Regions from separate parts of the Mus musculus genome. Here all the other regions are linked to region 4. The links are chromatin contacts, called in public ChIA-PET and promoter capture Hi-C maps. All regions are on one chromosome and are shown on one strand. The core of a region is the stretch at or near the end of the contact, and the rest is flanking DNA. Distances in the headings are between cores, read along the strand shown. Region 1 has its middle 6.4 kb from the start of Gm30699. Region 2 overlaps Gm30699 (a long non-coding RNA gene). Region 3 holds the start of Zfp618 (zinc finger protein 618). Region 4 holds the start of Hdhd3 (haloacid dehalogenase-like hydrolase domain containing 3).

What was found. Promoter capture Hi-C pulls out the DNA fragments that hold promoters and counts their contacts. ChIA-PET counts read pairs in DNA pulled down with a chosen protein or histone mark.
Region 1: a contact with region 4 is called in an RNA polymerase II ChIA-PET map of effector CD8 T cells, with 123 read pairs. The contact joins the enhancer-like site here to the promoter of Hdhd3 in region 4. A contact is called at or near these places in 1 of 39 promoter capture datasets (liver), 7 of 115 datasets of contacts at active chromatin or transcription factors (the 230-238 cell line, effector CD8 T cells, embryonic basal ganglia and 3 more) and 2 of 9 other capture datasets (adipose tissue and liver).
Region 2: a promoter capture Hi-C map of trophoblast stem cells shows a contact between it and region 4, with 2.7 times the contacts expected there. The contact joins the enhancer-like site here to the promoter of Hdhd3 in region 4. A contact is called at or near these places in 17 of 39 promoter capture datasets (the 3T3-L1 cell line, 3T3-L1-derived adipocytes, the C10 cell line and 13 more), 2 of 484 Hi-C or Micro-C datasets (CD4 T cells and liver), 25 of 115 datasets of contacts at active chromatin or transcription factors (the SCID.adh cell line, T-cell acute lymphoblastic leukemia, bone marrow-derived macrophages and 15 more) and 2 of 9 other capture datasets (adipose tissue and embryonic trunk).
Region 3: a contact with region 4 is called in a promoter capture Hi-C map of second pharyngeal arch cranial neural crest. The contact joins the promoter of Zfp618 here to the promoter of Hdhd3 in region 4. A contact is called at or near these places in 4 of 39 promoter capture datasets (cranial neural crest, embryonic stem cells, maxillary cranial neural crest and 1 more).

The regions. Positions count from the first base shown.
Region 1 is chr4:62,780,228-62,782,936 of GRCm38.p6, reverse strand. No RefSeq gene overlaps it. Among named protein-coding and RNA genes, the nearest start is that of Gm30699, 6.4 kb to the right of the region's middle. Within about 2 kb of position 1,431, at least 82 of the 459 cell types and tissues checked have an H3K27ac peak or open chromatin away from gene starts, as enhancers often do. A contact at or near this core is called in effector CD8 T cells and embryonic basal ganglia, where this site is marked.
Region 2 is chr4:62,762,800-62,765,499 of GRCm38.p6, reverse strand. Gm30699 (a long non-coding RNA gene) reads left to right here. Exons shown (of 4, transcript XR_881345.2): 4 at 1-285. Among named protein-coding and RNA genes, the nearest start is that of Gm30699, 11 kb to the left of the region's middle. Within about 2 kb of position 1,314, at least 31 of the 459 cell types and tissues checked have an H3K27ac peak or open chromatin away from gene starts, as enhancers often do. A contact at or near this core is called in trophoblast stem cells, where this site is marked.
Region 3 is chr4:62,964,244-62,966,946 of GRCm38.p6, reverse strand. It overlaps Zfp618 (zinc finger protein 618), which reads right to left and starts at 1,380. Exons shown (of 15, transcript NM_028327.1): 1 at 1,241-1,380. The coding sequence starts at 1,273.
Region 4 is chr4:62,500,770-62,503,588 of GRCm38.p6, reverse strand. Hdhd3 (haloacid dehalogenase-like hydrolase domain containing 3) reads left to right here and starts at 1,389. Exons shown (of 2, transcript NM_024257.1): 1 at 1,389-1,431.

The DNA.
Region 1 (2,709 bases), core at 182-2,681, 280 kb before region 4:
GTACAAAACTCTTGACGGAGTCGTTCAGGGCAATCAGCACTAGCATTAGAACCCAGGTGAGTGGATTTCGAAGCCAGCCCCGCCCCTCTCACCTCCCAAGCGAATCCCCTCTCACACATAAACACATACTCCTTGCTAGTGAAATGGATTTAGTAACTAACCATCCATTCATCCTCTGGGTACAGCCTCCGTTTTCCTTAAAAAAAGGAATACACTAAAGAGGAATGATCAAAATCAAGCCAGGTATGGGAGGGAAGAATTTCAGGGTGGAACTACCCCTCCTTCCTCAGGGTCCCCTCTCCACTGCCCTCCAGAGGCCTCCACAAAGGGCAGTTCCTATCTCTGCACTCTAAAAGCCACTTAGCAATCGCCACATATACACACATGCACACACCTGCAGATATTTCCAGGGATGCCCAACAAGGACAGGGCAGGGACGGGTGCATTCATAATTGGGAGGGGAGCAGGAATGATCAAGAGATCCTTATAGAAAGTCCCTGGGGACCATGAAAAGCAAGGTGTGGTTGTAGGGGGAACACAGAACTATGATAAAAATAAAATGACAAGGCCCTGCCTTGTGTGGGTGGCTCCTGAGGGGAGTCATTCTCCTAGGGACCCACTTGGGTCCATAACTAGTTTCCTCCCTAGCCCCCCTTGGCCTCTGGTAAGCTAGAAGTATCCCAAATAGGAAGGCGGGAGAAGGGGAGTCAGAAAGTCTGCAATGAAAGTTCCAGAGTCCTTCCACAAAGCCACCTGCTCTGAAGGAGGAATGGGGTCTCAGGGAGAAGGGGAAGGACAGGACTCATTGTCCCTGGGAGGCTTGGGACATCTTAGCAAGGTGGGGAGGGGACACTGTCAAAGGTGGGAAAGAATAGATGGGAATGGTGGCTGGCTCACGTTGGCCTGTCACTTCCAGCTTGTGCAAAGTCCCTGGACCCGTGGCCCTGTAAGAATAAGAGCAGCAGACAGAGCCGGTCCCCTCAAGGGCTTCCCTCTGTGCTTTTAACTGCTTTTCTGTGGGCTCAGGAGCCACCTCACCCTCATATGTATCCCTCAGCTGCACACCAGTCTGTCCATTTTCCCAAAGGGCAAGACCCTCATTCTGCCTCAAGCTATGACACTTGCCTGTCCCCAGGCTGCCTGCCATACTTCCCCCTGGTTTCTCCACTGCCCTCAGCTCCATGTCACCTCTGGGAAGGGAGAGGAAGGACTGTCCCTGCCACAATCACTCCTGTCTGCTGTCCTCAGGAACTTACCATTTACCGACAGTGTTGATCCACCCCTGCACCCCTCAAGACCTCCCTAGAAAACCACCCTGGTGGCCAGCAGGGGCCTTGTTCCTGAACTCAAAGCTCCCTCACAGTAGGTACTCAGGACAGATGTGACACAGCATGGGGCCCTCCGAACGCCTTTGCATCTTGTACATCTGTTTGGAGCCGCAGTTAGCCCCAGATGTGTTATTTCCCTTGTTAATTACCGCAGAGTAATTGTGGTAAGAAGTGTAAGTAAAGCAGGCATTAATGGGAGGGAAAACCGATTTCCTGCGCGGGCTCACAGGAGGCAAAGCTGGGTCTCCCTGTAGCCTAGAGAATTCAGAAGGGGAGCATTCACCTCACCCACCCTGCTTCTCAGGAAGGGTCCCCTCCCACGCTGAATCCCATCTCCTCTTTACAGAAGAGTAGGGACCTGGGAAAGCCTGGACCCTTCTAGGGTTGCCACCTCGATTCTTTGTGTCCCATAAGAGCTGAAAGATATTGAGCGTATAGGCTCTGCAATACTTCCCCTCGCCTCGCTCTTTCCATCTTAAAATGGGCTAGCGGCACTTCTCTGCTGTGCCTGTACAAGCCACAAAACAGATGGCATGTGTGGTGTCCTGGATGGGTATCCACCAAGGTGACACCTTTCACTCCCTTTGCAGTGTCCTAGAAAAAAGATGAGCCCCGCCCTGCGCCTCCACCTACTGGACTCTGCCGGAGAAGCTCCAGGTTGATTTTGACAAGGTTAGTGACAGATGTCTTTAATACGGCTGCTCCAGACCTCAGTTTCCAAGAAGAGCTTTCATTGGAAGGGCAGAAATGTCACGCCTTCGTGGGGGGGGGGGGGGTGTGCAGTACAGCTGTCGTATGCTGTTTCCATTTCTGTGTCCATCAGTCCTCCCCACCCCCCAACACACACACACACACACAAAGTGATCGGTATGCCCTCAGGGTTGGAGAAAGCAGAAATGGCTCCAGCGATGTAGAAGAGAAAGGGGGTCCTTAAAGCGCAGGGGAGGCGGGGTCACAACTGGTATATCAGAGCCTACTCATTGGTCATTCGCTGCTGAGCTGCAGCGATCCTGGGCTTGCGTTTGCTTCTCGATGACCTGAGACGCCCTCTTGTGGGCATCGGCGGTAGTAATGGGGCTTCTTGCCTCTCTTAGCGGGTTTTTTAAAGGATCTCTTCTGCCAAACGACTACTCTCCTATTTTCCAAAATACGGAGATGAGGATGTAGTCTTGTATCGGGTCCTACCATTAAATGTGGACCCATTATTTCACTTTTTAAAAAATCAACATACAAAAATTTGAAAATGACAAAAAAAAAAAGCACAAACAATGCAGTATAAGAGTATGCATTATTCTTCCAAAAGTCCTGAGTTCAACTTCCAGGACCCACCTCAGGGGCTCACACGCCTGGAACCTCAGTTCCATTGGATACATTACCTCTG
Region 2 (2,700 bases), core at 65-2,564, 260 kb before region 4:
GGACAGCTGGAGCTGGGTCAGGGGTCCCCAGGCCTGCAGGGAGGCCAGGGCTGCCTGGTTCTCAGGATCTTGGGCACCAGCTGGGGTCGAAGGGAAAAGAGGGGAGAGCTCTGGCTGGGCCCTGCCGGGAGGAGAGTACTGGTTTGTTCGGTTGGTGGCTTGGCTTGGTGGAGGTCATGACTAGGAACACTGAGAAGACTTCTGTGGGAGATTAGGTGGCCGGCTCTTTAGACAAAGGGTTGTTCCATTGCTCTCCATGGCGGATCCCAATGAAAAAAGACAGTCCATGGTTTTAAGACATGTATTGTCATGGTGGAAAGTGGATGTGTAAAACCATACCCCCTTCTCAGAGTGGGCCTGAGGTTAAATACCTTTTGCAGGGAGGAGTGTCTGGGAAGGAAAGCTTATTGGCTAAGCCTCCAGGCCTTTAGGTACATCATTAAAATGGAGATCTGTCTTGAGGCTACATGACCACAGGTCACATCCTCTACCTGTGGTGGGGCTCGGAGCGTTGCCCTTAGGTAACTGAAAGACACAAATCTATGGAGAGCTGCAGCCTAGTGTCCGGGAAGCAGGCAAAACACCTGCCTACCCACAGGGTTACCAGGGTTTCTAACTTTAGCTCAACCAGGAATCAGGCTGCCTTTCACAGTCTTACACATTATGGAAAATAAGCCTGAGTAGTGCCTCACATTTTTCTCTTCCTCCCTCCTAGAAGGCCGTACCCCTCAGGCCTGGCTAGACCATTGAGTTGGCAGTATCCTCAGTTGTTACCACACACACAAGACCTAAGGCACCATCTCCACCTGTGCACTGAGCCCTATGTTCCCTGGTGTCACTTAATCCTCCAAATGTTTCCTCCCCAGAATACAAGGTTCTCAGCTGGAAGGGTTTCCTGGGACAAGGAGTCCCCTTTGCTCTGCCTCCCTTTTTTAGCCCCCCACACACACCTGTACCCATCTCTACATTCTCAGAGCACACATCTAGACCAGAGGCCGGGAATTTCCAGACACCCAGATGAGTAGTCAGCTCACTGGGCAACAGAGAATAAAGCAGGGGCCTGGTGTGGTTGATAAGGAAGGTAAGGGTTTGTAGGTGGTAGAAATATGGACCTTGCTCCAGGCCCAGTGAACACCCATGGCATTTGACAAAACCCCAATGCGACCTGTCCCGGGACTGTGTAGCTTCAGGAACGCTAAATGTTCCCAGTAGCCCCATGACAGAAACTGAGAGCCTGCCATCTACTCTGTTGCAGACGAGTGCCTTCTGGAGCATCTCCACAAGGTGTCAGCAGAGGCCCAGTGGCGTCCCCTATACAGACCTACCTTCATAGGCATTCTGGGAAGGCCTGGCTATCCACAGCCACAGCCCAGACAAGCTCTGCACCAGGCCCTGAGCAATTAGGTCATCACCCAGCAAGTGGAGGGTTTGGGAGTCAGGCATTAGAAGTACACATATGCAGGGCATAGTGGTGCATGCCTTTAATCCCAGCAGAGGCAGGCAGATTTCTGAGTTTGAGGCCAGCCTGGTCTACAAAGTAAGTTCCAGGACAGCCAGGGCTACACAGAGAGACCCTGTCTCAAAAAACCAAAAAATTTAAAAATTAAGAGGTACACATATACGCAGGCTTAAACTATAGTTCAGTTTGTAGTGTGCTTGCCTAGCATACGCGAGGCCCTGGGTTCCACCCTCAGAGCTCCACAAACCAAGTGTAGTGGTGTATACCTTAATCTGAGCCCCCAGGAGGTGAAAGCAGGAGAACCAGAAGCTCATGGTTATCCTTGAGTCTATAGCAAGCTTGATGTCAGGTTATACTGTATGAAATACGCATGCCTCAAAAGTAAGCATACGTATATGCACGTGGTGGGGAGTCACAGATGGATGGCTGTGTATCATTTGCTTGGGTGCACTTCATGCATGTCTTTAGGTGTGTACTCACAAGGGTATTATGCATATGAGTGTCTGTGTGTCCGTGCACGTGTTTATAGGTGTATGTGCACATGGGTTCCTATAATTAAATATACAGGTATGTGTCAACTCTGCCCTGCCTCTCTGCCTTCTTGAGATCTGTCTCAGGAGCTGCCACTCAAGAATGGGTAGGATCCGGTCTAGTAGCTGCTCAGCCAGCCCCTGCCATGCTCTTAAGACCTTGATCTTGAGTGCTGAGTCCCGACCAACATGTACCGAGCCACACACACAAGGGCATGGGCAAGGGAGAAGCTGGGTGCGCAGAGGACTGAGTTTGCTGTCTGTTTTGTACAGTGATAGGGGACTTCTGGTGACCCTTGAGCAGGAGTAGGAGGAAGGTGAGTGGAGGCAGAGGCACCCTTGCCGGCTGTGCTATGACTGTCAAGTCGAGAATCAAGGAGTGAAGAGAGTGGGGGGAGGGGCACGGCTGGGAGATTCAGAGTCAGAGAGCCACCAAGGCACCTGAGTCCTGCTCAACCTTCTGTGCCCACTCCATCCTTACCTCCTCTGAAAACTTCCCTCCCCACACGGCCCACTGCCTCACAGTCTCTTCAAGGTTGATGTTGCCACAGGGAGCCCTTCAGGGTTTCTGAGGGCAGGGCCTTCCACAATGTCTTCCCCCTCGTTCTCCCTAACCCAAGCCTCTTGGATAGTTTAGAAAGAGGACACCGGCCGGAATGATAGGTCGGGTGAGTTGTGGCTTTCAACTTGGTAGAATCTAGAATCGCCTGG
Region 3 (2,703 bases), core at 131-2,630, 460 kb before region 4:
ACACATACACACACACAACATAACAAAAAACAGAAAAAAGACCGGCAGGATTTCACTCTAACTTTTCCAATTTCTGTTTTTCTTTAAAATCTCAGGAGTTAAATGCAGTAAAATGTAAATGTAAAAATTTAAACCTACAATTTTTGGGTGTGTCCAAAGCCAACATTTTAGGATCTATTTTCTCTCCTAAATCCTTCTTTCTTGGAAATGGAAAAACTTTGAACGCTGCCAAATGGCAAAATTAGTCATTTTTGCCTACGGAGCAAAACAAGCCGCAAATTATAATGAAACACAATTTCTAATTGCTTCATAAAGCCAATTCTCCCAGCTTTCCCTAAACTGAACTATTTCCCCCCTTTTCTCATTCCAATTACTATTTTTTTTTTACTCAAATTAAAATAACTTAGGTACCTAAACTGCCTTTGCTTTTAGGAGGTATTTTTGCTTTCTCCCCTTCAAGAATTGAATTCATTCAAATTCCAGCTTAATTTTCATTTACATATTATCTGGATTTGGCTTCAGAAATAAAATTGTCTCCATGTCCTTTCAATGATCAAAGTGAAAATTTTCACTCCAAAAAAGATAGAAAAAAAGAATCTTTCCCACATCCACCAGTTTGTAGATGAAACTTTGGAATAAATAAGAAATAAAAAATATTTCTTTTCAATTTTAATTTCTTTTTTTTTTTATTTACAAAATAGTATCCTCTAGGTGGCGTCGTTTTAATGGGAAAAAACTACCGTTTGAAGAAAAATTAGAAAAAAAAATTGAGAGAAGGAAATATGGCCTTAAAAAAAAAAAAAAAAAAAAAAAAAAGATTGTTGCAAAGATTGGGGGCCTGGAAGGAAAGCTCTCCTGGGGGTCACCAAGGACCATGAGAGCAGAGAGGGTCAAGGGGAAATTGCAAATTTCGGGGGAGGGGGAGATCTGGAAGAAGGTTGCATTTTCGCAAAATCTGAATTGTCCAAACTGCAATGGCTGCTCCGTGCTCTCGCCGCTTTGTTTCTGGGCTCCGGTCCGAGCTGGGGGCCGCGGGGGGCGGCGGGGGACGCCGGGTGAGGGGTCCCCATTAGCCTCGGCCGCCGCCCCCGCGTCGCCCGCGCCCCGCAGCGTCCCGGGGGGCCGCTCCCGCACCCCGGCCGCCCGGCCCCACTCCGGATCCCCCCGCCGGCGCCCGCGCTCGCCATCCCGCGGGGCTGCTGCGGCCCCCGCCCTGGCCCCCGCCCCGGCCCCGCGTTACCTGCGGAGCTGCCGCGCCGTCCGGCTGGCTCATCGGTCCGTGCGGGAGGAGGCGGCCCCGGCGCGTCCTGCTCCTCCCGGGCCGGGCTGCGCCGCGCGCACAATGCCGCTGCCACCGCCGCCGCCGCCGCCGCCGCTGCTGCCGCTCCCTCCTCCGCCCGCCCCGCGCGGGCCGGGGGGCGGGGGCCGGGGGCGCCGGGGGGGACCGCCGCGGGGACCGCAGATCGCCCCGCCGGCCCGCGCCCGCCGCGCTGCACCGCGCCCCGCACCGCCCCCGCCGGCCTCCGAGCCGCTGCGGGCCCCCGGCCTCTCCTCGGCCTCCGCCGCGGGCCTCCGCGACGCCCCACGCCTCACACAAAGCCGCCGGTCCCCCGCGCCGCCGGCGGCCCCCCAAACTTTCCCGCGCCAGCCTCGCGCGCGGGGCATTTGCTCGCGTGGGGCGGAGGTGGGGGCACAGAAAAGTTTTGGGGAGCGGCCTCTGGTGGGACAGAAGGGGTTAATGGGAACGCCTCTCCCCTCCCCACAAGCTCTCCCCCCCCCCCAAATCAGATCGATTTTTTTTTTAAATAAAAGTTTTGAGGAACGAAACTGGAAAGCTTCCTGGGAATATTCGGTAGCCTAGGCTATACCTAGCTCCCCCCTCCCCGTCCTCGCAGATAAGTTTGAGAACTGAGGGCCAAGGGGACCCTCTCTAACCCCCATCAAGTCTGAATATAAATTTACTATTTGAGGAGCCTCTCTTCTGTTTGATGTCAGTGAAGTCACTTTTTTACCCTCCCCCGCCAAAAAAAGTAAAAGTATTAAAAAAAAAAAAAAAACACAAAACCTGACCCTATGGAAGGAGATGTTGAAGGTTGAACAAGGGTCAGCCCCTCCCCCCCCCCCCCCCCCCAGTTAGAAAAGGAAAATTTTGACTTATCCCTCTTACTTGAACTGAAAGGTTAAAGAGGCCTGCTCTTTCAAAAGTCCTAAACTATAAAAATACAAAATGTTTCTTATATGAGAGCTTCCTCTTTATGACTTAGGAAGACTTAAGGGTTTGTTTCTGTCCTCCTACTCCCAAAATAGACTTAAAAATAATAAATCAGAAAGACCTGGCCTATATGAAAACTAGAGAGACCCCTGGATTCTTCTCCCACAGCTAGTTGAGTTTTAGAATAAGAAGTTGAAGAATTGCCATGTATCAGATGAGAAAGGAACCAATGTGTTTCCTTACCCTTCCCTTGAGAAAAAAAAAATAAGGATAGGATTGTTTTATGGAAATTAAGGCTAGTTAAACGGGTGCTTTTTCTGACTCCACCTTAAGAAAACATGTGTAGGAGCTTTTTAAAGTTTAAAGAGCAAACTCCTCTAAACAGAAAGGGCTCTAGAACTGTCCGTCCCCTTAGAACCCTTCTTCTTCCTTCAAGTTAGTTTTTAAAGACACCACTCTCCTGGAAGAATCAGTCTGTGGGAATTTGGCCC
Region 4 (2,819 bases), core at 140-2,639:
AGCACATGGAGAGACCTACCAAATGGCAGCTGACATTGATTATCTTGGAAATCTACTTAAAGCTAGCCTGGATTCTAGCTTTACTAAGTTACTCGTGTCTAGTCTCCAGGGTGGCAGAGTTGGAATCAGAACCTACAGGCTTAGGTTTGAGGTGACCCTGAAAAGAGATACAGTCAGGGATTCCAGGATTCTCTGAAGAACAGGTGGGCCTCTGATGTCCTGGCTATCCTTTCTACCTCCATTTCTGAGGAGCAAGCTTGTTCGGCAAAACCAGTCTGGCAGGTGAGCTGACTGCTCTGTGACTTTGCACTTTGCTTTCTGAGGCCCAGGGAGAGGGAGTTGAGTCCATCTAAAGTCCACAGAGCCAGGAGATAACAGAAGATGTTTTAAGAGGGTACCTGTGGGGGAGGGGAAGAAAAGAGCAGAGGGAAGCCCTCCTGCCCCTGCCCCCCAGCCAATTCCTTGGCAGCACTTACAGCTCATTTCCGTTATGAACTTGGTTTTTGCCTGATCCTCCCATGTTCGCGTAGGCAGGAAACTGACATTTTCCTGCTCTATCCACGCGTCAGACACAGAATACAGGTGCTTACTTGGCACCTCACGAATCAACTAGGTTGAGAGGAAAGCTTTGCTTTTTTGCTTTCAACGGTACTTTTGAATATAAACGTGTATTTCAGTTATGAAAACCGCATTTAAAGGGAAACTCTTCTTTCCTTTAAATGTTTGTTTGTTTTTTGTTTTTTGTTTTTTTACAGAGAGAAACTAGGTTAGACAGACACGGCGGTGGCACGCCCATTATCCCAGCACTTGGGAGGCTGAGGCAGGAAGATGCTCAGGACCCGTTTGCCTGCATAGTGAGACCCTATCTTAAAACCAAGTGTCTAGGTTATTGCAGTCAACAAACTGTGTGTGTGAGACAAGAAGTTCCCTTCTAGAACCAACTGGGGTCTCTCAGAACAGAAAGGGACAGAGCCTTGCTGGAGTCCTCACTGCGTTTGGGGAGCCGGCCTGAGCCCTAACCCCACTCCCCGCCATTGCCATTCCCAAGTTAGTCTAGGTCCCCTAAGTGTCTCCATCCCACGGAGGCGGGGGCCGGGGGATAGAGATGAGAAGCAAAGAGAACACCTGGGTTGTGATAATGAGTATAAGGGCAGTGGGGAGGAACGTGATGAGGGGTGAGACAGTGACCTTAAGAAGCCAGGGGACGGTGAGAGGGCGTGAGACAGGGAGCAGGGAAGCTACGGGGTAACCTAAGGGACAAGAGGCCCAAGACTCAGCGTGGCGAGTGACGGGCGCGAGGGAGGAGCTTGGTGACGCCTAGAGTGGGGCGGGGCGAGAATCAATGGCAAGTCCGAGGGTCGCGAGCTACTGATCGCCTACATAGAGCCGGTGGAGCAGCCGCTGCGTCTCAGGTCTCTTTTCCCGAGCCAGGTGGGTGCGGAGGCCCGGGGCTGGGTGGAGGGTGCTAAACCGTGGGAATCCGTGCAGTCGAGCTGGGGACGCTGGAGGCCAGCCAGCAGTGGACTTGGCCCCGGAGGCTCCAGTCTCGCGTCCCGCTGCTTTTAGGGTAGTCAGTCCTGCAGCGGAGCCCCAGCCCCGCTATGACTTTTGTCCTGAGACATCCAGAGGACTTTCGGAACCAGTCTGGTTCCTGGCTGGGCCTCAGCCTACCTACCTGCTCGATGAGAGCCCTTTTAAAGTTGTCTCACTATTTCGAGCTGACTTAAATCTCTTCTTTGTCACATTTCTTTACGCGCCCCGCCCCCACACCCCTCCTCACCTCTGTTTTGTTTGGCTGCATTCTGAATGAACCCCGGACCCCACAGATTGAAAGACACAGCTAAGCAGTCCCCTCTGTCTGGAGACAAACCTGCAATCAGTCTCTGACTCCAGGCAGAGAACTGACAGTTGGGTATTTGGCACTAATAACTCCAGGGAGAACTTGCAGCTCAGAGCCAAGTTGGAACGGACTGTCTTCTGTCCCACTCTTCCCAGGCTCAACATAATCCAACTTTTAAAAGAATATAAACATGGGTAAGCAAAGGCAGCCCTGGCTAGAGTCTGGACATTTGGGTTCTAATCCAGGCTGTTGGCAGGTTCACAGCCCCTCTCTGGTTCCACCAGCTCCTCACCAGTTATGTTGTTGGTCAGAGTCTCCAGGAACCTTTCTCTTTTTTGACATTACTAGTAATTTTTTTAAATGAAGCCAAGTTGGAAATTTTATTAATAACATTTTAATGCAGGATTAAGCATGAGGGTTAGGGGGGAAAGAAGGACTCTGAGGAAAGTCAAGCATACTCAAATATAAATATGGGTTTCTTAAACAAGGGCACCATTTTCTAATAATTGTAAAAGGGTCATGGGCTGGAGAGATGGCCCAGAAGTTAATAGCACTGCTGTTCTTCCAGAGGACCCAGGTTCGATTCCCAGCACCCATGTGACAGCTCACAAATGTCTGAAATTCCAGTTCCAGGGCATTTGACACCTTCTTCTGGCTTCACAGGCACCAGGCGTGACGGAGGTGCACTTATATACATGGAGGCAAAACCACATACAGATAATGGCAGGCATAACTGCTTCCTGACTTTGACCTACAGGGCTATGCACCTGAGCTCAGCTCTGCCCAGAGCACTAGACTTTGCCCAGCCTCAAGGAAGTTTATATATATTTTTTCTGTATGTTCTTTCCTCGGGATTCCTCAACCTGCTAAGGAAATTCCCTGAGTTCAAAGACTGACTTTGGTTCCAGATTTATAGCCTCATGGCACATACCAACTTCACTGTGCTTGTTTTATAGGTTTTTGGTCTACAGAGAAACCC